2 separate regions of the Mus musculus genome follow, and region 1 is linked to region 2. A link is a contact called in public Hi-C data. All regions are on one chromosome and are shown on one strand. Each heading gives the region's core, a stretch centred on a gene start, on an enhancer-like site or on the middle of the called end of the contact. The rest is flanking DNA. Distances are from core to core; before and after follow the strand shown.

Region 1 (7,051 bases), core at 4,087-6,586, 3.3 Mb before region 2:
GTAACTCCGTCTTTAAGTTCCCACCTGGAAAAAGACAAGGATCTGAGGAACACTTAGCGCAACCAAGGAGATCCTCTGTTTGGGCCACGGGGTCTGTCTCCCAGCCTCTGAGGGACAAGGGGGGCCTACCTAGCCAGTCAGTACAGTCAGTGAGAAAACCCATGCACTTCAGTGTGGACCCAGCTCCCGCCCCTTCCTGACTTGAGAATTCCCAGTTCCCTGAGTGCTGATGACACCCAAGCCATTGCCACTCCTTCACTCTCCAGTCACTGCACTTTGAATCCTCCTCAGCCTAGGATGTGACTCCTCACTGAAGAAAGTTCCTACCACTTTAACAAGTACTCAGCCCCATTTATCTTTAATGGAGGACAGAAAGGCCACAGGGAAAGGGTTTGTCACCATCATGGAATCTATCACTTCTGGGCCACACACTAGGCTAAGTAACATAGGTACTCTTCACAGGTACTGCTATGATGTATACCTGACAGGTGAATGAAGCAAGAAACTAACTGACTCCCCCAATTCATCCAGGTATTCCAAACCTTGTTGTGTGCTAGAGGAGAAACCCACACAGTACAGTACCAGCTCGCAGATGTGCCTCCACCTAGGCCCAAGAGCCATGTGGAGCACTAGCTAATCTGAGAGTGAGTGAGAGTGGAGCCATGTAAGGGCCAAGTCCATCAGCAATCAGGCAGCTCGGTCTTACCATCAGGAAGCCTTTGCAGTCCTGGAGATGATTGTGGCTCAGGTTGAGGAAGCGGAGAGCGGACAGGAGACGCTGAAGGAGATTGACAAAGCAAGCACAGAAAAGTTCTTCACACAAGGGTATCTGACAGACAGATGGCATTCCCTCCAAAGGACCCTTCTTCTCACCCCAAAGGCACCTTCCCTTGGGGGACACTCACCAGGGAGCTGTCTAAGCTCCTGAGCGCATTGTAGCTGAAGTCGGCAGAAAGCAAGGCTAGCCAGGGGAGGGCAGAGCAGAGATCCCCACCACAGGCTGACAAGAGCTCCTGGATAGGGAACAGGCACAACTACATGTCACTCTCTGCCTTCTCCCCATGCATGCTCTATCTTCCAGTCCCCCACTCACATAGACCAGGCTCTACCTGGAGACTCCGCAGCTCTGAAGAAAGCTCAAGGCTCTGTCCCTAAAGAGCAGACTACGGGGACCATATGCAGACCATAGGGAGACAGACACTAGCCGATACACAGCTTGGTGTGACTGTAAACACGCAGACAGGTGTAGAGGGCTGTGGTGTCACACAGGACAGAGGAGGGAAGCACATGAAGCTTGGTCTTCTCAATCTATCAGGACAAGACATCAGGGCCAGCGCTCATCCTCCTTACCTCCAGTGCCTGGATGCTTCTGTTGCAAACCAGGGACTCCAGCTGTGAGTAGATGCCACGGAGGCCACACAGGCTGTGGATAGGGACTCCTCGAAGCTAAGAAGAAAAGGAGGGAGGCAAGCAAAGCTTCAAAGATGGCAAAGGCCTCATCCCTAACTTCTGATGGGGAGGAGGGAAACCATCCAAAGCCCAGCTACAGGTAAGGAAGGAAGTTTTAATGGAAAACATCACTGAGGAGCAATGGGACATTCAGACACCACCTCCCACCAAAAGAGGCCATCTCTCTGTCCTCAGCCCAAGAGGCTCCTTCGCAACAGTTTCTGCCCACCTATACGTTCTAACACTCCCTCACCTCCAGCTGCCGTAGGGACTTGAAGGGGAAAATCTTGATAGGCCCTGGAAGGCCAACACCAGGGATATGGACCAGCTGAAAAAGGAACATTCAGGTTAGCGAGGCAGGGCAGCCTCCCCTGCTTCTGCGCCACTTCCTCAGCATAAGCACCAGCAGGCATCACTGACATCATCTGGCTCTCAGCCTCAGAGCCCTCTCACACCCCATCCCAAGCCCTGCCTTCATCACTCCCTAGGGCTCTCTGCGCATCCTGTCCCCATGCCCCTCCTGGGACCTTGAGTGACAGTGTTTTCTGCAGCACATCGAAGAGGAACTGAAGCTGGAGGATGACGGGTGAGTCTGCAGGGTGGGAGGGAAGAGCCACAAAGCCTGTCTGGCCTGGGCCCCATGGCCCCAGGTACAGTTCAAACACTCTGTTCAGCTGCTGCAGTGTGGCTGTCAGCAGGCTCAGTGTGCTACAGCCAGAGAGAACCGCATCGCCTGCAGGAAGAAGGACAAACGGGGACGAGGACAAAATGAAAGGTCTTTCCTTCTGGGCCCCCAAAATGCACCCACTCTCCTCTGTACTTGAGATATTCCACTGAGAGATCAAACTGTCTACCTCCTCCCCAGCTCAAACATCTTCTACAGTTCCCCCATTTAAACAAGCAACCGAGCAAAAATCCTAGCCTTTCAGCCTGATACCAGAAATTTGTTTTACTATAAGACTCCCAGAGACTTTTCCAAATGCTTTTGCTTTCTACTCTGTAGAAAGTAGCCTAGGGTCGGGCGTGGTGGTGCACGCCTTTAATCCCAGCACTTGGGAGGCAGAGGCAGGCGGATCTCTGAGTTCGAGGCCAGCCTGGTCTACAGAGTGAGTTCCAGGACAGCCAGGGCTACACAGAGAAACCCTGTCTCGAAAGAAAAAAAAAAAAAGAAAGAAAGAAAGAAGCCTAGGCTACTTACAGAGTTGGAAACATAGCCCACTTGGCTCACAGCTCTCTCTCATCATGATACATCCCTTTCTACTGCCAAGGTGGAGACCAACTTCACCCAGCAAGCCTTCGCAAAGCAATACCTCTGGGGGCTGTGCAGATGACTCAATAAAGGTCCAGCTGAAAAAGCTGGTGAATCTGAAGCTGACCTCCACCGCCCACATAGTGGTGGGAACTGACGAGGCAGTCACAGAAAGATCCCTGAGGCTCACTGGTTAGCCAGCCTACTTAATCAGCAAGCCCCAGGTCTCAGTGGAGACCCCTGCTCAGAGAACAAGGAAGACAGCTTCTGAAACATGAGGCCCCTAGCTGTCCTCTGGCCTTGACCCAAAGATGCTCTCCACACACAAAATAAAAATATTTAAAGAAATAACACCCCTGCGCTTCCACACTGCAACCACCCACTTTACACAAAGGCCGACTGTATTTGATCTTTCTGTCTTTTTCTGGTTGCAAGAATGACATGCACATTTATAGAAATTCTCAAACAATATTGAAATGCATGTCGTTGTCCATTACAGCACTTCTATAAAGCTGTTGTACCTAATAAGACTATCAGCCCTGTGAGGTCGTCTTTCAGATATATTCCCCACTTAGCACTCTATCAGGAAAGTACAGTTATAATAACTGTGGACATTTTTTTAATATATTCTGAAACCAGGTGTGGTGGTGCACACCTTTAATCCCAGAATGTGAGAGACAGAGGCAGGTGAATCTCTGTGAATTCCAGACCAGTGCAACAAAGTGAGGCCCTGTCTCAGGGGGATGGGGGGAGAAAAATCAAGAAGTCAAAGAATATTGCAGAAGTCAGGTGGAGGAACATCATATGCCTATATATAATTCCATAGGATGAGTCACTAAAGCAGAAAGATCATAATTTCAAGGCTGGCTTGGGATACCAAGAAATAGCAGAGATCTCCCACACCCTTCACTCAGCTTCCCCCAAATTGACTTACAGAATTATAGTACAATTATCAAAACCAGGAAATTAGGTGTTGATAAAATATAGTGTCAGTTCTATTCTGTTAGTGTAGATTATGACAACCACCACCATAATCAAGACACAAAGTGATTCCATCCCCACAATCATATATGAACTCTACGATTCCGAGCCTGGGAGCCAAGTCAGATCTTTGCTGAATAATAAATCTTACAGCCTTACAAAGAGATTTTTCTATGTACTAGACACTGAGTATAGACATGCACATAATTCAAGGTGTCCCCTGGAAGTCTAGAAAAGGCACAGCATGGGAGTAATTATTAACACAAACCAGAAAATGAACTGCCATCAAGAGACTCCAAGGATGCCATGGTGGGAGTATATAGATATGGAGCACTAATGCCATCGAGGTCACACATTCCAAATGACAGCTGCTTCATCTAGATCTCATCCTTATCTCCTAAAGACATCCATTAACCCCACCTTACAGATAGGAAAGCCGGGGCTCAAAGAAGAATCTCTCCTTTCTGTGTGTGTGGGGAGGATGCTAGGGATTATAAGTCAAAGTTTTGTACATGCTAAACATATGCTCTGCTACTGAACTATATCCCCAGCTCTCAAAGAATCATGATTGTGATCATTTAGCTGATGATGGCAACCACATAACAAACAACATAGTGCCAGGCGTGGTGGCACATGCCTTTAATCCCAGCACTTGGGAGGCAGAGGCAGGCGGATTTCTGAGTTCGAGGCCAGCCTGGTCTACAAAGTGAGTTCCAGGACAGCCAGGACTACACAGAGAAACCCTGTCTCAAAAAAAAAAAAAAAACAAAACAAAAAAACAAAACAAAACAAAAAAAAAAACAAAAACCAAACAACACAGTGATCTTTGCCATGCCCAGGCACTGGGGCAGCAACTATAGTAACACTATCTTTTGAACACTTATTATGCATGCATGCACTGCACTAAATAAGCTAACTAAAATCCCGCTATCTTTTGCGTTCAATACAATCCCTATGCTAACCTATCTGAGAAGAATACTGAGGGTCTAAAAACTTATCCAAGTCTGATAGAGGGTTGGGACTAACCTATGTGGGTCTCCAAATCTCTGGTGTCTAAGGTGCTTATACTTGGCTTTCGGTACAAGTGATTATGTTCTTGTCTGCAAGTGTTTAATCTATTAATGATCCCTTTCCTCTGGAGAGTTAAGTGCTATGAGAGATGGATAGAGTTTAGACTGTCAAAGGCATGACTGTAAACAACGCGTCACAAGGAACACACCCAGAAGACGCCGGCACCTCGTGACCCCGCCGGCAATGACTCGGTGATTCCCGGCGTTTCTGGACAGTATCGAACACACCTAGAACTCCCAACCAAATAAGCCAGAAGTCCACTCACCCGACTCCCGCAAAAGTCCCGCCAGCTTCCACACTACTGAATCCCGCGGAGCGGTCGTCATAGCCACGGGACGCTGGGGGCGGAGCCTGGGGAAAGGGGAAGCGGAAGAGCCTCAGGTGGGCAACAAAAGCCCAGAGCTTTCGTGCAAATGGAGGCGTCGCGCAATGTAAAAAGTAAGCATCAGCTAAAAAGAACGATCTCTCTGACCCCTTTTCCAAAAAGCATTGGGCCTCGGGAGCCCATGGGCCCGCGTAATTCGCACTCCAATCACTTTGGCAGCCGGGCTCTTTTAGGGCAGGAAGTCCCGCCCCGGAAGGCAAAGGACCTACCGGAAAGCATGCCTTCGCTACCGGAAGCCACGCCCTGGGCGAGCCGATGTGTCAGTAGGACGGAACTAGCCGGGATTAAGCCCCTAACGGGGCCCCAGGTCTAGCTCGGCTCTGGGTGGCCCCTTCGGCAGAGAGAGAAACCTGACTCTTGTTTGCAGACTGGGCGGGGAAGCAGAGCTTGGAGAAATGGGATCTTGTATTAGAAGGAAAAGAACTCATCCAAAACAAATACTGATCTTCCAGTTACATAGCTGTCCTGTCCTTGCGAAGTTCTTTTATATCAGCCAGAAGGGCTAAGGCTGGCAGGGATGCCACTCTCAAACCCCCTTTGCTGTCATAGTCCTCAGTCTCTAGACTTATTTTTCCTTAGGGTTTAGCACACTCTCAAATTGGTCCCTGGTCTCTGATTTCAGAGCTCTGGAAGCAGAGGCAGGAGGGTCTCAGTGAGTTCAAGACCAGCCAGCTCTAAATAGTGAGTTCCAGGCTAGCCAGGGCTGCATAGTGGGATCCTATCTCAAAAACAAAAATTAGTCACTGGTAATGACCTGAACCTGTATTTGTTTTGTTTTGTTTTTAACTGTATTTACAGCTCAGTACACCTAACTAAAAGTGGTTTTCCTAAATTTGAAAATAAAATATATCAATAATTAACAAAAGCAAGACTGTTGAGTTTTCTACTTCCAAATTGGCACTGTAGCTTTTTTTTTTTTTTTCAAGATAGGGTTTCTCTGTGTAGCCCTGGCTGCCCTGAAACTCTGTAAACCAGGCTGCCTCTGCCTCCCAAGTGCTGGGATTAAAGGCGTGCGCCGCCACCACCACCCAGCACCACTGTAGTTTTTACCCTGGCTCTTGGTCTGGCAGTTGACATCAACTTCTGGTCTACATTATGAAAACATTTCTTAGGATGGAGTGACTAGCTAGGCTTGGGAGGGGAATGTCTTTTATGAAACAATCCTTTCTAACACAAGAAAGTTAAACATGAAGTGTAGGACTGAAGAGATGGCTCAGTGAATTAGAGCACTGGCTAGGCTTCCAGAGGACATGGGTTCAAGTCCCAGTACCCACATGGCGGCCCACAGCCATCTGTAACTCCAGTTCCAGGTGGTTGTACAATCTCTTCTCATCTCCATGGGCACAGCACATGCATGGTGTAGAGGCATTCAGGCAAAACATTCATACATGCAAGTGTTTGCTTTTAATGAAAAATCTAAAGAGTAGAGTTGGAGTCAGTCAGTTTTAGAGGTGGTGGAAGGCTTCTCTAGCCTGAACAAACTTCCTATATACCGTCTCATGGATCTGGGACATTTTGTGCAATTGATAATCCATTACATAGCAACTGTCAGTCCTTGTTTATCGATCACCTGAAGCTGGCCATGGGGGAGGAGCCATAACAATCAAGTCAACTGTATCAAGCCAAATTCTCATAGGCAGAAAAAGAAACAAAAAACAAAAACTCATTCTTTTGATATCCTGATGTGGTGCCTTGAAACCTTTGCTTTTTGGCCTGGCTTCCGTGGTCCACAGTTATTGTGTGAAAATCCTCCATTCACATGGGTAGCCCCTCTCTCTACTCAGGTTTGTCCTACACTACCGAGCTTCCAGATAAGTGAACGAGAGAAAAATCAAAGAAAACAAAACTGTATTGGGGAGGGGAAAGCTAAGCTAAAGAAGCAGCAAGAGAGTAAACAGCCGAGGCCTGTCCTCCTC
Region 2 (7,083 bases), core at 856-3,355:
TTGCCTCATCCAGCCTTGAGTAATGATATGTTCCTGGTCGTAATGTAGGTTGTTTATGCTGTGTTTGGTTGATGTCCTTGGGAGACCTGCTCTTTTTTGAGTGGAGGTGGGAGAGGGTGGATCTAGGGAGGACACGGGTTGGGACACTAGGGAGAGGACATCTGCAGTCCAGATAAAATATATGAGAGAATAAAATATATTTGACTTTATGTGTATGAGTGTGTTGCTTGCATATATGTCTGTGCGCCTGGTACCCATGGAAGTCAAGGTATTGGCTCCCAGACAGTGCCCTAACTTAACCTCTGAGCTATTTCTCAAGCTCCTAAACATTTATTTTCATCTTATTTTAAAATTATGCATGCAATGGGGTGGGGGTGGGGGTCGTATGTGCAGGCCATTGCCGGGTACCAGCTGTAGTTAATTTGATGTTGTTGTTGGCATTTTTCACTTTTTGATAACACATTGTAATGGGAACAGCTCCAAATTACTTTGCTTAATTCTTCAGGCTTAAACAATCGCCTGAGTTTGGACAAAATGGCAGCACTCTACCCATTCTTCTCAGGACAGTCACTAGAATTTATTTCAGGGGCTGGTGAGATGGCTCAGTGGGTAAAAGCACCCGACTGCTCTTCTGAAGGTCCAGAGTTCAAATCCCAGCAACCACATGGTGGCTCACAACCATCCATAACGAGATCTGACTCCCTCTTCTGGAGTGTCTGAAGTACAGTGTACTTACATATCATAAATAAATAAATCTTAAAAAAAAAAAAAAAAGGACTGACTGCTCTTGCGGGGGTCCTGAGTTCAATTCCCAGCAACCACATGGTGACTCACAACCATCTGTAATGGGATCTGATGCCCTCTTCTGGTGTGTCTGAAGGCAGGTACAGTACTCATATATGTACAATAAATAAATAAATCCTTTTAAAAATAATTTATTTCAGAAGAATCTAGGACTCTGACACAACTTCTGTCAGTGAATCATTATTTATAGGTTACTGTACAAAAATAACATACCTAGAGCGGGTCTTTGCTGTGAAAATCAGCATAGGCATAAACAGTCAACAAAATTTTAGCTTTCAGAAAAATTATGCAAGCCTAAGAGTTTTTAATGCCACCAGACTTACATAACTAGCAAGTGTTTTGTGACAGTAAGCTGAAAATAACTTGTCCATCTTAGTAACCTTACAGCCTCACAGCTCTTTCCAGATCAAAAGCTAGACATTATGTAGAATATTATGCAGCAATGTAGAGTGATGTGCAGTAAAACTAACAGGTTGGTAAGAAATCCACGTTGGCCTAATTTCTAGGTCTCTTATTAAACCAGCATTATTCCCCAGAGGGGAAAAAAAGAGATAAAAACCTTAGAGTCTTTCCCACCTAATCACAGTTATTGACCAGTGGATGGAAAGACTGTGTAAAAAAGTAAAGAAGCGAGCTGCTCTGCCTGAAAAGCCTGGTAGTGGAAATATGAAACCTGAATAATAATAAGAAAAGTAAAGCAATAGAAAAAGATCAACTGGCGGCAAGCAGGCGGACTTCCGAGTTAGAGGCCAGCCTGGTCTATCAAAGAGGGGTTAACGAGACCCGGGTAACTACAAAGTAGAAAAGAAGACAGAAAAAGTAACTGCAGCCTGTATTTACGAGCTATAATAGTCCTAAATGTCTTACATTTAACCAACATTGTTCCCCAGAGGGGTTGCACCGTTCCTGGAGGTACTGCAATACCAGGTCGATGCGTGGAGTGGACGGAGCAAGCTCCTATTCCAACTCCTAGTTCCAAAAATCCATTTAATATATTGTCCTCGGATAGAGGACGTATCAGATATTAAACTGATAAGAACAGATACTACACTTGATCTTAGCCAAAAGGCCGAGAAGCGATACCAAATACAGACCACGCAGCCATGCTCTGCGTCCGTGAGACACATTACCTTTGTGGTGACCGCTCGCAACCCTCACTTCCTGCCTCCCCCGCGGTTCCTTCCTCCTCCGATCCGCGTCTGCGCCCTCCACACCTCACTCCCACTCCAGCACCCACGGCTTCAGATTCAACGTCCACGACCCGGGCTCTCCCGGCGTTCCCGAGCGCGCACGCCGAGTATGATTTGCATGCCCCGCCCCCTCGCGAAGGGCGTGACAACACAAGCCCAAATTAGGCCTGTGCACGTCGCCACGCCCCTCGCGTGGAGGCAGGACGTGCAAATCAGCTCTTCCCCGCGGCCTCCGCGATTCACAGGCCGACTCACAGACTATTGCGGTTTGGAATCCACCGGAAATAGAAAGACCTGAAGGGGGCATGTCCACGGCCAGATGCACTGGATAAACTCTGAGGCAGGACGGTGGCTGAAGGGTGGACCTACTGCTCCTAGTTCGCGTTGTCTTAAGACAATCTTCCCTTGTTGAGAGGCTGGCTCCACAGGGAGTCTAGCAGGCTAGTGATTTTCTGTTAGGTGTTTTCACAATGTTGTCAAGGCAAACCTACTTAGGTAAAAACTGTAGTAAATCTTGACCAAAAAAAAAAAATGTCATATATTGAAATCCTTAATAAATTGTGTGATGTCTTTGAACTTTTCTACAGTTTTCAGGCTAAAAAATACCGATGGTTAACATCAAATGCAATAATAATGCAGGGATCGATGATGTTTGGCACGTGGGAGTGAAGAGTGGACAGTCACTACTCTTATTAGCTCCTTGGTACCCAGAACCTTAGATCATTTTCAGTTTAAGGACAGACATAATCCTGAGAGGAATTTACCCCGAAGAGCTGTAGGCTCTGGGCTGGTTCTGTGCCTCTTTGAGTGTTATAGGGAATAAAGCTGGGTAGGATGCTTTCCAACCACTGCCACTGGAAATTGCAGAATGGAGGACCAGATCAGGCAAAGCCTAAACTATATGAGACCCAGCCTCAAGTAAAAGACAATCTGCCAAATATAAAGGGCAAAATACTAAAAGACCAAACTTCTAAATGTGTTTATGTGTAAGTACTCAATATTGTAGGATTTGGGCTTAGAGTTGCCCCCAAGGCTTTGGGACCTCTTATGCCAAACACAAACACCATCCTGATACATCCTATTACAGAGATTTTGTTGTGTTTTCTTATATTTGTAACTTTAAATCACTTTGTAACCATCAACTACTTAATGGATTGTCATTAGCATTTAAATCCTTTAGGTAAAGGTACCAGTGATGGTTTGAATAAGAATGGCCCCCACAGACTCATATATTTGAATGCTCAGTCACCAGGCAGTGGAATGTTTGAAAGGATTACAAGGGTTAGAAGGTGTGGCCTTGTTGGTGGAAGTGTGTCACTGGGTGTGGTCTTTGAGGTTTCAAAAGCCCATGCCAAGTCCAGAATCTTTTTCTGCCCGTGCTCCAGGAATTCGCTCTCAGCTACTGTTCCAGAGCCTACCAGCATGCTTCCCACCACACCATGATGAGATTGGGCCACATCTCTGAAACTGTAAACCCGCCCCAATGAAATGACTTTTCTTACAAGAGTTGCGGGGCGGTGGTGGCACACGCCTTTAATCCCAGCACTTGGGAGGCAGGTGGATTTCTGAGTTCAAGGCCAGCTTGGTCTACAGAGTGGGTTCCAGGACAGCCAGAGCTACACAGAGAAACCCTGTCTCGAAAATCAAAAAAACAAAACAAAACAACAACAAAAAAGAGTTGCCATGGTCATGATGCAGCAACAGAACAGTCACTAAGATTGTATGCCATTAATTTTTTTTAATCCTCTGCTGGGATTAAAGGAGTGCACCACCACGCCTGGCTGTGCCATTAATTTTTGCTTAATTTTTGTCAGATACCTCAATGAGACCTTGGAGGGCACGGGATACTTACTATTGTAGGGCTAACCTTGCAGAGGTGGGAAACGATTTGAGACCAGATACATGTGATCATTATTCTTGCCAGTACTGGCCAGTGTACTCATTTATAATAATAAATAAAACTTTGGGCCAGAGTGAGCAGGGACTGAGCAAGTGGGTGGACCGGAGCAAGCACGGTTGACAGGAGCAAGCAGAGGTCCTAAAATTTAATTCCCAACCTCCACATGCAGGCTCACAACCATCTGTACAGCTACAATGTACTCATATACATAAAATAAATAAATAAATCTTTAAAAATACAATAAAATGGGAATACTGGATACACCTCTGTAGTTAACAATGGGTTTATATTGGGCCAGGCATGTGGTGCATGCCTTTAATCCCAGCACTCGGGAGGCAGAGGCAGGTGGATTTCTGAGTTCGAGGCCACCCTGGTCTATAAAGTGAGTTCCAGGACAGCCAGGGATATACAAAGAAAACCTGTCTCGAAAAACCAAAAAAACAAAAGCAAAAACAAACAAACAAAAAAACAACAACAAAACAAAGGGTTTACAAAGATGTTGTAGAGGTTTAAAACATGGAAAAGACAGGGCTGAGGTAAGGACAAAGGACACACTACACTAATCAGAGCATGAATTTTTCAAGGCACATATAGACATTTAAGGTTCATATGTGTGTGGAGGACAAAAAAAAAAAAATACTCGTGCACACAGATAAACACTGGAAATGCCAGGAAACTTTAAACACAAAGAAGATTTCACCTCTGCTCCTGGAATGCTGGAGAAGGATATAGTTTCCAACCTGGTGATTCTTTGGTACCTGCTGTTACAGGCTCTGCCTGTATCCCCAGAGTGTGTGAAAGATCCTGACAGGATGTAAAAGGTCACAGAAGCCCTGAAAGTGGCAAAACAGATTTCATTGTTAGCAGAACTAGCTTTGCTGATTTAGAAAAATAGAGGTGCATAATGCTATGGCCAGTGTACTCATTTGAACCCGTGTGTCTGCCAATGTTCTGACCGTTCCTTGAACCCAGGTGTGTGCCCACTGCTGAAGTCCACTGTCAGGTGTTTGTGATATTGGTTGCTGGGGAAGAGTCAGAAAATCTCCCCAGAAGCCACAGCCGGGCCAATCTGGAGTTGCTGCACCTGCACCAGACTCTTTCCTTGTACCCCTCCCATACCCATTTCTTGAGAAATCATTTTAGAATAGACATTGTTTAGATCTGGAAATCCCCTACTCCCCCCTTCCTTTCCCCCTGAGGGCCTATAAAAACTGGGACCCCTTTCCCCTCGACGTCGACTCCTCTAACCCTGCGTGGGATACGAGTCGTCCCTAGAGCTTTGGCTTTCCCTGAATAAAGCCTCATGTGGTTTGCATCAAGCTTGGTCTCTTGTGAGTTCTTGAGGGTCCGCTATTATCCCGAGACTTGAGTGAGGGTCTCCCTTTGGGGGTCTTTCATGTGTTTCACTCATCCTAGACAATTCCCTCCAAATCCTCAACACTGCTTTACTCCATAAAACCTATCCTTAGCAGTGACGTCATCCGTGCTTTCCAACACTATAGGTGACTTCTGTCATCCTAGGCCAGCCAATCCTGACTCCCACAGATACTATGCTTACCCCAATCAATCTCCCTAGACAATTTGGGTGCTACCTTTGAGTAAACAGTACTCATCTTTAAGAAAGAAGCCAGATGTACTTTGTAAAGAATTTCAATGTAACATGTGTTAATTTTTTGTACACTTGAGACTGAGTTAACTGTTATCAGAAAACCTTTTCTTTCTATCCTTCAAATTGTGCTGTGTTTCAATGTAGCTAAAATAAACCAACTGGTGTCAGACTCTGGAAGTTTGAACCGGAGATAGCAATTAAGTTGAACTGAACCAAATTTCACTCTTCCCTTACCCAGACCATTTCCCTGCAGGCTGAACAGATCATTTTCCCTACAGAAGACTCCCACCAACACACACCCACACACCCACACACACACATACACACACATACACACACACAACACACAACACACACACACACACACACACTCACAAACCCACCCACATACATACACACACACACACACACATACACACACACACACAACACACACACACGCACATACATACATACATACACACACATACACACACACACACACACACCACACACACACACACATGCACGCACACATACACACACACAGTGTGCATTTTCTCTGAGGATGAATAGTTTGTCATCTTTGCATTCCATAAGATCACTAAATTGATCCCACAGATGTGAGAAAGACCGCCGACCCAAATCGTGGCCAAATTAAAGCAAACCATTAAATGTTTTTTAAAAATTCATGTACTCAGACTGTATCTCCCTCAAGTTGAGGCTCAAATCAGCTTTTGACTGGGGAAGATAAGGTTTTTATTGATCAGAGATAAGGGATTTGCAATTGGCTGAAAATGGCAGGCAAATAACTTCTGTGGAGTTACAGAAGCAGAAGAAAAGCATAAGTTGGTCATAACAGCCTCTGCGAAACAAAGACATGCTGCAAGGTGCCCATAACAAGGTGGTCATAACAACAGAATTTATTTATGGGCGGGTGAAATGGCTCAGCAGGTAAGGGCACTGACTGATTTTCCTAAGATCCTGAGTTCAAATCCCAGCAACCACATGGGTTCACATCCATCTGTACAGCTACAGTGTACTCATATACACAAAATAAATAAATTACATAAATAAATAAATAAATATTTTTTAAAAGAATTTATTTTTTTTTAAGATTTATGTATTTATTATATGTAAGTACACTGTAGCTGTCTTCAGACACTCCAGAAGAGGGCGTCAGATCTTGTTACAGATGGCTGTGAGCCACCATGTTGTTGCTGGGATTTGAACTCTGGACCTTCAGAAGAGCAGTCGGGTGCTCTTACCCACTGAGCCATCTCACCAGCCCCAAAAGAATTTATATATGTATGTGAGGACACTGTAGCTGTCTTCAGACACACCAGAAGAGGGCATCGGATCCCATCACAGATGGTTGTGAGTCACCATGTGTTTGCTGGGAATTGAACTCAGGACCTCTGGAAGAGCAGTCAGTGCTCTTAACTGCTGAGTCACCTCTCCAGCCCCCATAATGGCCTCTTGAAACAAAGGCATGATTGCCATTTTCTGGACCAGGCAGTATAGAACCGTTTGTAATAAAGGTTGCAGGTGGGGCATAGCCCAATCCTGGAGTAACAAATTTAATGTTTCATAGAAATGAA

Evidence for each region. A called contact is a pair of places that touch in the nucleus more often than the background predicts.
Region 1: a contact with region 2 is called in a Hi-C map of B cells, with 6 read pairs. The contact joins the promoter of Stk11ip here to the promoter of D230017M19Rik in region 2. A contact is called at or near these places in 2 of 484 Hi-C or Micro-C datasets (B cells and CD4 T cells).

The regions. Positions count from the first base shown.
Region 1 is chr1:75,519,814-75,526,864 of GRCm38.p6, reverse strand. It overlaps Stk11ip (serine/threonine kinase 11 interacting protein), which reads right to left and starts at 5,336. Exons shown (of 25, transcript NM_027886.3): 1 at 5,223-5,336; 2 at 5,016-5,101; 3 at 1,977-2,182; 4 at 1,703-1,777; 5 at 1,351-1,446; 6 at 906-1,013; 7 at 707-778. The coding sequence starts at 5,076.
Region 2 is chr1:72,239,015-72,246,097 of GRCm38.p6, reverse strand. D230017M19Rik (RIKEN cDNA D230017M19 gene) reads right to left here and starts at 2,105. Exons shown (of 4, transcript NR_155355.1): 1 at 1,935-2,105. It overlaps Gm24497 (a small nuclear RNA gene), which reads right to left and starts at 1,885; the gene lies at 1,695-1,885.